2 separate regions of the Mus musculus genome follow, and region 2 is linked to region 1. A link is a contact called in public promoter capture Hi-C data. All regions are on one chromosome and are shown on one strand. Each heading gives the region's core, a stretch centred on a gene start, on an enhancer-like site or on the middle of the called end of the contact. The rest is flanking DNA. Distances are from core to core; before and after follow the strand shown. Region 1 overlaps Ttll5 (tubulin tyrosine ligase-like family, member 5). Region 2 overlaps Ttll5 (tubulin tyrosine ligase-like family, member 5).

Region 1 (6,383 bases), core at 3,228-5,727:
GACATTGAGCCAAACCAGAAGGCCATGGGATGTCTCCCTGCTCTCATCACCAGAATTAGTTCAAGGGCTATTCAGAATGTAGGCTCTTTGGTTGGCTGGCTGGCTGGTTGGTTTGGGGTTTTGGTACAAACAGCAAATAACAGACAATTACTAAATATGAAATGTCACATTCTGCAGAGCTTTGGATTCTACCATCATAACACTAAAATACTAACCCATATGAAGCAGTTATCAAGCATGACACTAGATACCCTGAGGGCTTTGCTCGCCATATAAATCGCTTTACTGGAAGCAGGAGTTCAGGAAGTTACCACTCGGGCTTCCAGTGTTCCACTAACTACACCAGAGAAGACAACTGTTAGGATAAATGCATTCCAGTTCTAACCCATCACAGCAAAATGGTGCCAGAGCTGCAAACTGAGCAACACACAAGAAAACTGCAGTCAATTTAAAAAACTGCTTACAGAGACAGTAAATGAGCAAAGGATGACTGTGTGAAAAACATTTGTTTTTATTTTAAAAGTCATATCTAATTACAGTAGGTTCCTGAATTCAGTCACAAACAGACCAAATATCACCCATGAAAAAGCACAAACAAGCCCAACACTCCGTGTGAGGAGAGCGCTAATGCTCAGCTGATGGGAACAGTATGTCTCCTAGGAAACCGGAACCAGACAAAAACTCCTTGTGAACTGTAGTAATTTCTTTTCAGAATATTTTGTGTAAAAGGATGGAGAAGCTCTGTCCATCATTTCAATCCAACTGCCTTTATCACAGCATAATTCCCCTCAGGAACTGAGACTCCTCAGTTACCAAGGCCTCTGTTCTCATGAACTGTATCTAAGAAGATATTGGTACATTTCCTTCCATGCATTCTATTTTGTGTTTTTCAAATTATACAAAAAGCAGGTGCATAATATATGTACCATCAAGGTCCACAGCTGAAGGCTTTCTATTTGAGAAGTGGGAATAAAACTGAGTCACGTCTCCCAACACTCAGAACTTACCTGTGTGATTTTTGATGACTGAACTTAGGCAGAAACTGGAAGCTCTAAGAGACAAAAAAATGGAATAAAGCCTTACCTTCTCCTAACAGGCCTATGGTTCTCCATCTCCTGCATCTAAGATATTATAAAGCACAGACCACATGCACAGGCCTGCCCTTGGTTGAAAAGTGAGAGCATTTTTCTCCAATATTGCTTTATTGCTATTCTTTGTGCTCGGAATTCAACTTCTCAGTACCATCAGCTACAGAAGCCCCTGAAGTGAGCCAGCCTGCCTAGCAATTCTGTTTCATGCAGCACGCAGAGCTCCTCCATAGCCTTTGCAGATGGCAAGCTCCTGCCCACCAGTAAACAGATCAACACTGGGTAAATTTCTGATGTATTGTGAAGAGTTGCCAATAAAAGCTGACAGCAAGGTAAGACAAGGGATCCATCCTTTCAAGGCTGGAATGCTGTCATCCCTAGAAGAAAAGCCTGGAAGAAATGATATCAAAGCCTTAAGAGCTGTTCCCAGCTCCAGGTCTGAGGCTCTTCCCAGGGATGGTGTGGAGAGAACAGTTAACGTGAGGATGTGACTGCTAAAGTTCTCACTAGAGCCAGGTTAATAATTCTCTACCATTCTTCTTAAAATTACAAAAGTCCCTTTCATCTGTGATGATGCTCTAAGCAAGTCTGACTCTGATGCCTGGCTGTAATTCTAACCTGAGACAATACCTCTAACAATACAGTACACCCTGCTCCACAGCACACCGCCACGGAGGGAATTATCTGAGAGCAGGGCTCACAGACAGGCAGCTGTGGACCCACCCTAGCTCAAAGACCTGTTAAGTTTGGCTTGCAGTGGTTTGGGTTGGTTTGGGTTGGGTTTGAATGAGCTAGTTGCCAATATTCAAAACAAAAACAAATTAGAAACCCCACAATCTCTGATTTCTCTTGACAACAGGAGGCTCTCAGCATCACTGGCCCACACTGGAGCATGGCAGTGATAAATTAGAGCATACCTATAAGCCTACCACGTGTTTTCCAGCTACAGCCACCTTGTCACATCACTGTGGTGTGCCTCCCTTACCGTCCTTCACATTACCTGCCTGCAGCTCTGAGACGCATCTGCCTATGAAAACCCTGTTCAAATATGAAGGTATCTGAGACAGCAGTGCTCTACATAAGATGAGTGAGCAGATGGACAAAGAGAAAAATATGGAGGAAAAGAGGCTGGGAGAAGGAAGAATGGAGATATGAAATGGTGGAAAGAGTGATGGAAAGGGGGGAGAAAAGGGGATGCAGAGGAGCACAGGACAATTTAAAAGCCACAAGTCAAGGAATGCAGAACACTGCAATGAAATCAAGGCAGTCGAGGGGAGATGACAATAAAGCTCCCTGAAGACAGGCTACCCTTTAGGAGACAGCGTCTGAGCCTGAGTAGCCAAGAAGTCAAACCCGATGGATGGGGAGGAAGGAGGCAGTGGGGCTCCTTTCGTAACATTACTCATACAGGCAGACTGGTGAACCGAAGGAATAAGCAGACCCTAAACCAAAGTGCACGGAGACTGCAGAGGTATTTGACCAGATGGTGGTCCTGATTCAGCGGCTTCTTTGGATACGTATTTTTGGCTTTGATCAGAGTTCATGACCACTGAGGATCCCTTCAAAGAGGACAGAGGACACACTGCTTCAATGGATCATCTTTACAAAACTAGTCTGAAGATTAGAAAAAGCCTCATCATGCTTAAGAATTAGCAGGCTCCCCTCGCCTTGTTCATGAGCATGTCAATCTGAGGGGAGAAATGGTGAGATGAAAAAGAGAAGGAAAGGTAGTGAAAAGAGAAAAGGCAGAATAAAGACAAGGCGTAAGTTGTTGGGAAGCAGTTGAAAGCATAAGCTACCAGCTGCTGCTGAACAAGTCCCCACCTTCTCCTGCCCTAAGTGACCTCACAACCCTAGTGCTTTAGCCGTCTCACTCTGTCAGCTACCACTCCTCAGGTAGCCTTCTCTTGGCTTCACACTCCTCAAGTGCTCACCTGAGGTTTCTGAAAAGGGTTCCGCCTGGAAGACTCAAAACTGGGATAAATTGACCGGTTGGATGTCCGCTGGGCAGGATCTTGGCACACAAATCCTGAATGGGGAATGAGCAGTATTAAGAGCCACCCTTGCCTGAAGAAATCAGCCTGTCTGGTTTGGGTCAAGCATCTTTAGACTCATCCTACAGAGGGTGATTCTGACTGAGAAGCTAAACGTACTTCTGATTGACAAAGATGTGGCATTTTGATGACTCTCAAACAAATGAGCAAATCATCTTTTTGAAACACTAGCTAGCTGGTCATAAAGAAAAGTGTTTTCTTGATGTGTTTTGAAAGTAGTTTTCTAGATGGTGATGCAGGGAAAAATGTTTTTACCAGAAGGATACAGTATTAAGTGTGCTATGTCCTGTTACAACCTCCTGCAAATACAGAAGATGCCTACTGCTAGTTTCTGCAGTGGGTTTACCATTGATTATCTACAGCTTAAGAAACTGAATTTCTACCGGTTTCACTCCCCTCCTAAAAAGAACTAGATTCTCAAGCAAAATGAAGAGTAGCTAGGCTTTACAATGTCTGCTGGTGCAAGCACTAGTTCACGTCAAAAGGATTTCACTGTTGTTTTCTGGGAAATTCTAAAACCCAATAATAAATCCGGATCCTACCCACCTGACTGCCCATCTCCATTTCAAAGTTCTGGCTTATCTACTTAAACTGGGATCTCTTCCTCGGGCTGCTTTGGCTGTAACACTACAGAAGGGATCATGTTGAAACCAACAGAGACTGTCAAGGAGAAATCCAGCCGGTCTCCTTTGTAATAGGGCCTCTTCACCGGGTTTCATTTTCCCAGCTCAGAGAAAAATATATTCTCTGCAGATCTTTGCTTAATTCTCTGCCTCAGCTCATAATTCCCATGCCCCAGGTCTCAGCCTTAGTTGTGGTTCAGCCCCAGGACAGGATGGAGCCAGGAGGAGTAGAAACATATAAACACTTCCCTGAAAATATAATTTTTTAGTACAAAACATTCAGCCTGGCTTAGGAGCTGCCAGTTGGCAACACCACGGAGCCTGGCAAATGGAAGCGCTGGCTAATTTTTTGTGAGAGTCCAGTTCAGAACACACTGCTACTCACCTACAACAGTGAACATGTCTGAGATCATACTGGCTTTAATCTTTAGATCCAGAGGAGCATCACTAAGAGAAAAGAGAAAGAAAAAAGCAATTGATCATTTTGTAGGTTAAGAGAAGACCTGCCTCGTCTCGGGTCCCAGTCCAGCAAAGTTCCAAATGGCAGAGAAGGAACATACACAGGACACCAAATCCACAGGAAAGAGAGACATCTGGGTGGAAAATTAACAGAAACACAAGCCTCGTGCTCAACTCATCCTCTCTTAGGCAGGCCTACCACCAACAAACTGATTCCCTGATATGGAGTCTTTTTCTCCAGATCTTGTGCAACTCAAGTTTTGCTCAAGCTAGAGATCCCTGTGGGATTCAGAGGCTCGGACTGTCAGTGTACTTGTAAGTGTATGAGCGCCTCTCATTCACGTGATGCGTCAGCACTTCATCCTTCACTCACTCACATGCAAGAGGACATTGGGTACCTTGGTTAACTTTTGGAAGCCTTCATTTTCTGTGCTAACTCAGTCTCCTTGGGCTTGCAGGGTTACAAAGTAGGGCAAGATCCAAGCAAGCGTTACCAACATCTCACCACACAAGAAAGCAGGGATCCATGGATGCTGGAACAGTGTGCACCAGAAACAAGAGGGCTTTGTGTGGACAGGCCTGCCCTAGAGCTTAGGTGCTTCTCCACGAACCACGCTACTCTTGCTGCTGGCCCCACTGTGTCCCTCTGGGATGTTTAACATTGGCTCCTGTATTTCACTGGGCAATTTGTAAAGGGCTGACTTGACAAAGTGCAGTGCTAACAACTGAAGGCACTGCCCAGCGGCACACCTCACACCTAAGGTGAGCCAAATCCCCACTCCACCAAGCACTCAGCATGTCTTTATTTGATGACTTGGCATTCTGCCAGTCTCTCTCATCCTTAAAAGCCCGGCAGCTGGGTGGTCTCTGGCAGAAACCTCTAGGGTTTTCTGTTTAGAAAATCACATAGCTAATAGAAATTCTGTCACTGCAGATGTAAGCACAGCCTTCTTTGGTGTTTAAAAAAGTATATGTATTCCCTTCTAAATAACAGATTTTATATTTTTTAAATCTAAGATTGTTAAAAGTTTTAGACATTAACCTTAGGTGGACATCAGGCCACAGAACTGAGCAAAAAGTCTGCTCTTTGGTACCTTAGCCCAGTTTTACACCTCTATAGGACTGTATCTTCCCCAAGAATAATTTATTTAGCACTGCAAAACTGAAGAACTTGGCTTGGAGGGAGAAGGAGTAGTTGTTTTTCATTTGCTCTGCTCTGGCTGCTCTAACTTCGAAGCTACAGGATGAGTACAGACCAGTGAGCTCAAAGTCTGAGGTGTCATTAGTGCATACAGAGACAGTGGAGAAACCAAGTGCTTACTATTATTTTCATATTCATGTTCTCTAATGAGTAGTGTGCTTTGTTCATACTGTTTACAGTTTGGGATGTCTGGCAAAATATTTCCTCAAAACTATTGCTCTTTCCAACAAAGCAACTCATTATTTTTTGTGTTTCAAGTGGTTTAATAATGCAAGTAAGAAGACACAGTCTTATCTGAGCATTTCTGAAGAAATGTCAAGTAAGAATTATCCTTAAAAAGCCAAATAAATGACAAATATGTATTACAAACTGGCTGAGAAGTTAGGGGTCCCTGCCTCCCGTAGGGGTTTTGATAGCATACCATAAACATCTTGGTTTTTAAAGTTTACTCGTTACTGTGTAAAAGTCTTTTACCACAGGAGAAATAATACACCCCCTCCAAAAAAGGACAAAACATATTTTAGTGTTCAGGTTTGTCCTTATTATTTGTTGATAGAACTGACTTACCAGGCCAAAGAAGGAGAGAGATTCACTTCCAACAACCATGGCTTCAGAGTATTATCTATGAGCACATCAAAGCCATACAGTTCTGGAAATATAACACAACATGCAAGATCATTTTCCATGCAAAGATCACACAGTCACTCAACTCCCATCTGAGGCCCAGAAACTCACTGAGCATAAGCGAGAAGCAACGAACCTGAAGTTCTAGAGACGCTAGTCTCCTCCAAAGGATAATGAGAAGAAAACACTAAAACCCAACAAGCTACTGCTATTCCTGAGTTCTGCACAGAGACTTAACACACAAGACCCTAATGTGCTTGAGGGTAAACAGTGAGGGGAAGCAAGCAAGAACACCTGTCACCAACGCCAGCCACAGAGGGCTTGCTCTGCTCTG
Region 2 (6,691 bases), core at 1,203-3,702, 73 kb before region 1:
CTGGCCCACTTTGCAGATCTTTCTCCGCCTCCAATTTTCTTCACAGATCTGTACACTATTCACAACCTGGGACTGGATGGAAATTCTTGCTTTCCACCCACTGGTACCTGCTCTGTACTGCCAAGCACAATGGTGCCAAGTGCTCCCTTTTAATTACCTGCTTTGGATTTTACACGAAAAAGAATAACAACAACAACAAACCAAAAAGACATATAGACTAGAGTTCCCTAGGCCACCTGACCAATCTGTCAACACTAGCTGAAAAGAATAGAAGCGTGAATCTCATCTGTCTGGTTCAGAGATCCCACACAGTCAGGTACCAAGGAAACACCTTGGTCTCTCAACTCCCGCCTACCCTTCTAACGTCAGCTTCCAGCTTTCCATGATGTTTGGTCAGTTTATTCAACCAGCATAAACATCCTTGCCTCTGAACTCTCACCACTTTGAGAATAATGCTGTTTATCAATAAGGCACATATTCTTTTATAGTGCTTGCATTAACAACGTCACTAATTTTTCTCCCTAAAGACACATCCTTCAGGGCCTGAACCGGCTCTGGTGTTTAGGAAATTAACAGCAGGCTAATAGGGAAAGGCACATTAGTATATCAACTATCAGATGAAACCATTTCCCTGATGGAACACTACTCATCACCAGTCTCCCCTTCCCTCTCTCCCCAAGGATGTCCATGTTGTCGCTCTCTCTCTCAAGAGCTAGGCTTCCACAGCCTTGAGGGAATGGCAGGAACTTAGCAGCAGGACAGCAGAACTTCAGCTCACTTTCTTTGGTGCCATTTGGCCACAGAAAATAGTCCAAAACCCCTAGCCATTATGCACGTGGGTCACCTCCTTCAAGGGACCTTCCCCTGTCATGTCAGAAAGCCTTACGTCTCACTTAAACTCTTCCCCATCACAGTCACATCACTGAGACATACCCACATTTCTCTCTTGTCGCAGGATGACAGCAAAATCTAAGAACCAGGCCAAATGTCATGTCGGTCACTGTCTTGAAGCCTAATTAATACCATCTTAACTTGGTGACTCATCAGAGTTGCACATCAAGTCCTTGCTACCCCTGAAGCATGCAAATGGTCACATTAGGACCATTCTGCTATGACATACCCTGTACGTGGGGTGATGAATTTTTAAACCTGAAGTTCTTCCATACTGCCTCTCTGTTCACAAGCTTTGCTTATGTCTCCTGAAGGACACAGACGCCATACTTAAATAACTTGTTAAAAGTCTAGCTTCTTTAATGGTTCACAGTCAATGAGGGCATTCACTTCATAATTAATATGGCCATAAACCTGAGCACAGTGATCTAAAACTGTTGTTTTCTCTGCCCTAGTACTGTAGGACACCACACAGTGATGGCCTCACACTCTACAGGGGGTGCAAAAGGGTGTTGAGCAGGAAATGCTGACCCAACAGTTTCTTGGTTCTGGTGTTGAAGTGAGGGAACTGAGAGCACCCCAAAACCCACTCCAAAGTGCTCCTCACTGCAGCCGCTAGGAGGAGGGCCTGCACGGTGTCAGGTGGTAGGATTCTATGGTTATTACAACAGGGGGAAGGACTGCTTCCCTCAAGCTTCTTCAACCCTAACTCCTGTTTGTTGTTTAAAGTGCTGACTGCCGCCCTGGCTGGGCTTGCTCCCAAGTGTGCTAAGTCAGTGCTGGGTAAGGCCTCCAGAGGGATCTCCAGGATTTCTCTGTAGAAGTGAGAGACAAAGACAGAGTTCCCTCAGTGCTGGAGTTCCCCTCACACTCTCTTACTTGTAACAGTGGGGAGAGTAGCAGCAACCTGAGAGAGGACTTAGGCCCGGATTAGAAACGCAGCCACCTGAATGATGGTTCAGCCTCTCTACCTATGAGGGTTAGTCAACTTCAGATCCAAGAGAATTTTAATTGAGTCTGTGCTGAACACAAATTTTCCATGATAGATAATTCTCTGCAATGTTATAATGGCTATCTACATATATAATGTTAGGTAGTATAATCTGGAGACAAAGCATTGTGGGCAGGTATGTGTGAGCTATCTGCAGACGCTACATCGTGTGGTATGAGGGACGACAGCACCTGAGGCTTTGGCATCTGACGGTCCTGTAACTTCTCTTTCAGTGACACTGAGGGATGACTAGAAGTTCTCAGTTCCATGAGCTAGGAGTATGTGTGTGTGTGCTCACCCTGTGAGACCGGAGAGCCTTTACCTTGCCCACGCTGGGTGCGACGGCGGCAGCGCAGCACAGCAGTGTGTATTTTCCATCTGACGTGTGGATGACAAGGACCTACCTCTCTTCCTTCAGAGACCCCAGGCTCCCAAGCATCCTGTGCTCTGGCGCGATGCCCAGCCAGCTGTGAGCAACACGTTTCCTGTGTTTACCAACTGCTGCTCTCATGGTAAGGAACTGACCCTGTGACACACTGAGCTGCCTGGGTGGACACTGTCCCTGAGGAGGTTATATTGTTGTGGCTGAGCGGGCACAGAAGTGGGCAGCTTCAGGGAAATATGCACAACTTTGCTAGTCCTATGCCGGGGAAGCCTCGGCTTGGGGGATTTCGGTGTGGTGTGGAGTTCTCAGGGGATGAAGGTCAGGTAAAGTTTGTTTTATAAGAAAGAAGAAAAGAGAAATAAGTAGTGAAAAATCACTTCTGTAGAGCTCCAACATAAAAGCTGTTTTGTTAGCCTGCCCTCCACCCCACCCCCAAAGTGGTTTCTTTCTGTGATTGTGCTCCTTGGCTGAAGATTGTTGTTTATATAACAGGATGAAATACAAAATTATAAGCTCCAAACTCCTCCAGAGAAAGGCTGTCCCAGAGCTCAACCCCCAGGATAAATGGAAAATGGAGTGTTTACTGGCTGAGCACTGAGCTGCACTGGGAATGTCAGCATTCAGAGGACAGCAGAGAGGAAGGGTGCTGTGCAGTCTCTGCCCTTCAACAGAGTTCAGCAAGGGCAGTTTCTTCTCTGCCCACCCCCAAGACTGCCTATCCTCTGAAAGACTGCCTCTGGGCAATCTAGCTCAGGTGCTCTACGGGGCAGAGGGTGTGCTATCTTGACCAGCACAGGGCCGAGTGCTGCAGCAGCATCTTATCTTGGGCAATCCGATTTTAAGTCAGTCTCTTGGAGTCAGTCTGCCTGAATCCCCTACCGGGCCCCCCAACTCAGAGTTATCAAGAACCTATACCTAAACCAGGCATTCTACTATGCTGGCTACTTTCATACACAATTCCATTTAGTCTTTAACAACTAACAAGGTAGGTATTATTATTATTATTTAAAAATGATAGATAGGGGGCTGGTGAGATGGCTCAGCGGTTAAGAGCACAGACTACTCTTCCAAAGGTTCTGAGTTCAAATCCCAGCAACCACATGGTGGCTCACAACCACCCGTAATGAGATCTTACACCCTCTTCTGGTTTGTCTGAAGACAGCTACAATGTACTTATGTATAATAATAAACCTTTGGGCTGAAGCGAGAAGGGACTTGAGAGCAAGCGAAGTTGACTTGAGCGAGTGAACTTGACTGGAGCCAAGTAGAGAGAGGTCCTAAAAATTCAATTCCCAACAACCACATGAAGGCTCGCAACCATCTGTACAGCTACAGCGTACTCACACATATAAAATAAATAAATAAATAAATAAATCTTTTTTTTTTTTTTTTTTAAAGATAGATAGAGCTGGGGCTATAGCTCAGTGGGAGAATGCTTGTTTAGCAATGCATAGGCTGTAGGCTTAATCTCTATTAACTATCATACTATCATACAAACACACACACACACACACACACACACACACACACACACACACACAAGTTGGGGGTAGTTGAAGGTATAGCTAACTATAACTTGTCCAAGCTCGCTTGAGAAAAGCAAGGTCTGTCATACCCTAGGTTCTCTCCCTTTCTGTTGCCACACACCTTCCTTCCCTGCAGGGATTTCAGTCCCATTTCCTATTAAGTTGGCAGCTTTGGTTTCTGAACAGCTTCTGTGGAACATAGACCTCTCTTTTAAATCTTTGCATAGATTTGTCATGTTGTTGTTTTATAAAGTGTTCTAAAAAGCACACAATTTTGTATTTTCCATTTTACATGTACTTACTTAACACGTAATAATGTTAAATACATTCACATTATTCTACATTAAATCCTAAAATATTTTCATTTTGCAGGGCTGAAATTCTATACCTACTAAACACTGACAGACTGACGTTTCCTCTCCTCTTGCCCAGCCCTTGGCAACCCCGTACATTCTATCTCTATGGCCCTGGGTGCTTTAGAGAGTGCATGTGTTTGTTCCTTTGTGATGGGCTCATCTCAGTGCACTAGCTAAAGGTTCTGTCATTCTGTAGCAATAATGTCTGAAAGGACCGAAGTCTGATCCGTTCTTCATTGTCTTTTCAATTGCCTGTGCCATAAAATGCAGTTACCAGCATATGCTGTCTGGAATGGCTCTCTAATTGTTTCATGTGTATACAACTCCTTTTCATACCAGATGTTAACTTCTTGGTGATCAAACACCAGGGATTACATATCTTTTAATCCCTACCTACCTGTAAACCCTCTACTGAGTACAAGGACCACACAGTCTGGAGATCAGAGGCTACTCTGTATTACTTGATGCTCCAGCCTGGCATGTAGCATAATGCCTGACATAGGAAATGCGCAGGAAATATCATGAACACAGCAAATGCTGCTGACCAATGACCAAGAATGAAAAGATGTTAAGTCAGAGACCTGAGTCTCTGCACTATTCCCCCAGCACTATTTGGGGGAAGTAATTTAAACAAATGGAGAAAAGTTATTAGCTAAACTGGAATCAGAATCTTTGAAAAATTTATTCTACATGTTAGACACAGCAGAACACCAGGCTTTTTCTGACTGGTTACTGAAGAACAGGACAGAGGGAAGGAGTAACAGAGACTGTCTGCAATTGTCAGGATTCCCATTCTCTGGTAGAATGCCAAGTTTGGAGATGGAAGCGCTTACTTGGAGTTAGAGCTGACTGAGCATCTCATGCCCAAAATATCAAAATATCTTGTCCCATTACAAGTACGAATAAACTCTGCATGTATTCTGTCAATTCTCCTAACTTTAACATCGAGGAACAGATAAATCCCTAGGATCTCTCTCTGTGTGTGTGTGTGTGTGTGTGTGTGTGTGTGTGTGTGTGTGTGTGTGTGTATGTATGTGTGTGTGTGTGTGGGGGGGGGTGCATGTGTGTGAAAAAGCCAGAGATGGATAAAAATAATTCAATGACAAATGCTGGAAAAACACACAAAGGGGCAGAAGCCAGACATTCGTGGGATTCCCTGACAGCTCGACCCACAAGGAAGGGCTGGTCTGGAAAAAACAGGGCCTCAGGTTCCTGCCAAGCTGTCTGAGGCCCTGTCCTTCCCAAATCACTCCAAGCAGCAGCCAAGGCTTTATAAGTAACCCTTCCAGGTCTCATAATAGGACTCAGGAAGAGAAAAACACCCTCAGCCCACCAGGCGCTCCTCACCTAGAAAGTCTCCCTGGCGATGTGGTCCAGCTCCATGGAAGGAGAGAGGAGAGAGACTTGCACACCTGCTCTCAGCCTCAAATGGTTCCCTCTGTGCCCAGAAAACCCAAAATGGGAAACCCAATCTTGCTCACTAGCTGGGGAAAATCCAAAATAGCCAGGTACTAACATCTAGAGACCAGAGACAAGGCCTGAGAAAAAAAGTCATAAAATGTGGTACCTGCATCCTGGAGTCCTGCTGGGTAACGCCACACTGCCCTTGCCTGAGGCATGCCGCAGGCTTTACACATGTGACTGCATTTGGCCCTAACAAGTCTCTCTTCTGGAGAATGGCCTGCAATTAATCTCACTTATTACCTCTGAAAAGTAACAACAGAGGAATGGCGGGCCAAGTCCAACCCCAGAGTGTCTAGGGAACTGCAAGCTGCATGGCCAGGTCTCAGACTGTCTGGGCAAGCTGTGGCTCTCTGCCTCACTCTCCCACAACAAAGCCTGAGCAGGGACTCCAGACAGACCAAAGGAACCAGGGGATTTGAGGCGCTGGACTGAGCTCACACTGACCCAATGGGAGACGACAGCCCTGAGGCTACACTTGGAGCAGTTTCCAACAGCAAGGGAAGAATAAGGTTGTCTGGAGAAAATTTGTGCGATCCATAAAACAGAGAACAATAGCAACAGGGGGAAATGAGGAGTAACATTATCTGCGAGTCTTCGTGAGTCACTGGTTATTCATTCCTGTGGCTACCAAGTCTCTGAGTTCTCCCACATGCTGACGAAAGTACAGCCAGCACCGGGAGTCTCTTTACATCTTAGCTTTGCTGGGCAGCCTAGCTGACTGAATTAGCAGACTGTGGGTCTGGAATCTACTGCTGCCATCACAGAAACTAGTGAGAGTACCTTTTATTTACTTAGCCTCCACTTCCAAGGAGATCAAAGGCAATCCAAAAGCTCTCAAAACAGACCAGTTTATAGGTAAGTATGCTTATCCTATAAAAAGATTAAATAAATAGCTTAGGGTCTCTTAGTGTCAAAAGCAGTAATAAAACTCACATCTCTAAGCTACAACTCCCATCTTCATTAAGGTTAGTCACTTCTTACTACAAAGGAGGAACAAAAGATTAAGTCAATATCCAAAAATACCCTCTTCACAGGGACTTACCAAGTAAAAATGGAAATCAGGCCTCGGGACTCAGCA

The links. Capture Hi-C pulls out chosen DNA fragments and counts their contacts.
Region 2: a contact with region 1 is called in a promoter capture Hi-C map of adipose tissue. The contact joins two enhancer-like sites. A contact is called at or near these places in 1 of 115 datasets of contacts at active chromatin or transcription factors (embryonic stem cells) and 3 of 9 other capture datasets (adipose tissue, embryonic stem cells and pancreatic islet).

The regions. Positions count from the first base shown.
Region 1 is chr12:85,888,850-85,895,232 of GRCm38.p6, reverse strand. It overlaps Ttll5 (tubulin tyrosine ligase-like family, member 5), which reads right to left. Exons shown (of 34, transcript NM_001081423.3): 13 at 5,993-6,074; 14 at 4,151-4,212; 15 at 3,023-3,117. Among named protein-coding and RNA genes, the nearest start is that of Gm51990, 18 kb to the right of the region's middle. Within about 2 kb of position 4,477, at least 15 of the 459 cell types and tissues checked have an H3K27ac peak or open chromatin away from gene starts, as enhancers often do. A contact at or near this core is called in adipose tissue, where this site is marked.
Region 2 is chr12:85,959,537-85,966,227 of GRCm38.p6, reverse strand. All of the region lies in intron 29 of Ttll5 (tubulin tyrosine ligase-like family, member 5), which reads right to left. Among named protein-coding and RNA genes, the nearest start is that of Gm51989, 34 kb to the left of the region's middle. Within about 2 kb of position 2,452, at least 95 of the 459 cell types and tissues checked have an H3K27ac peak or open chromatin away from gene starts, as enhancers often do. A contact at or near this core is called in adipose tissue, where this site is marked.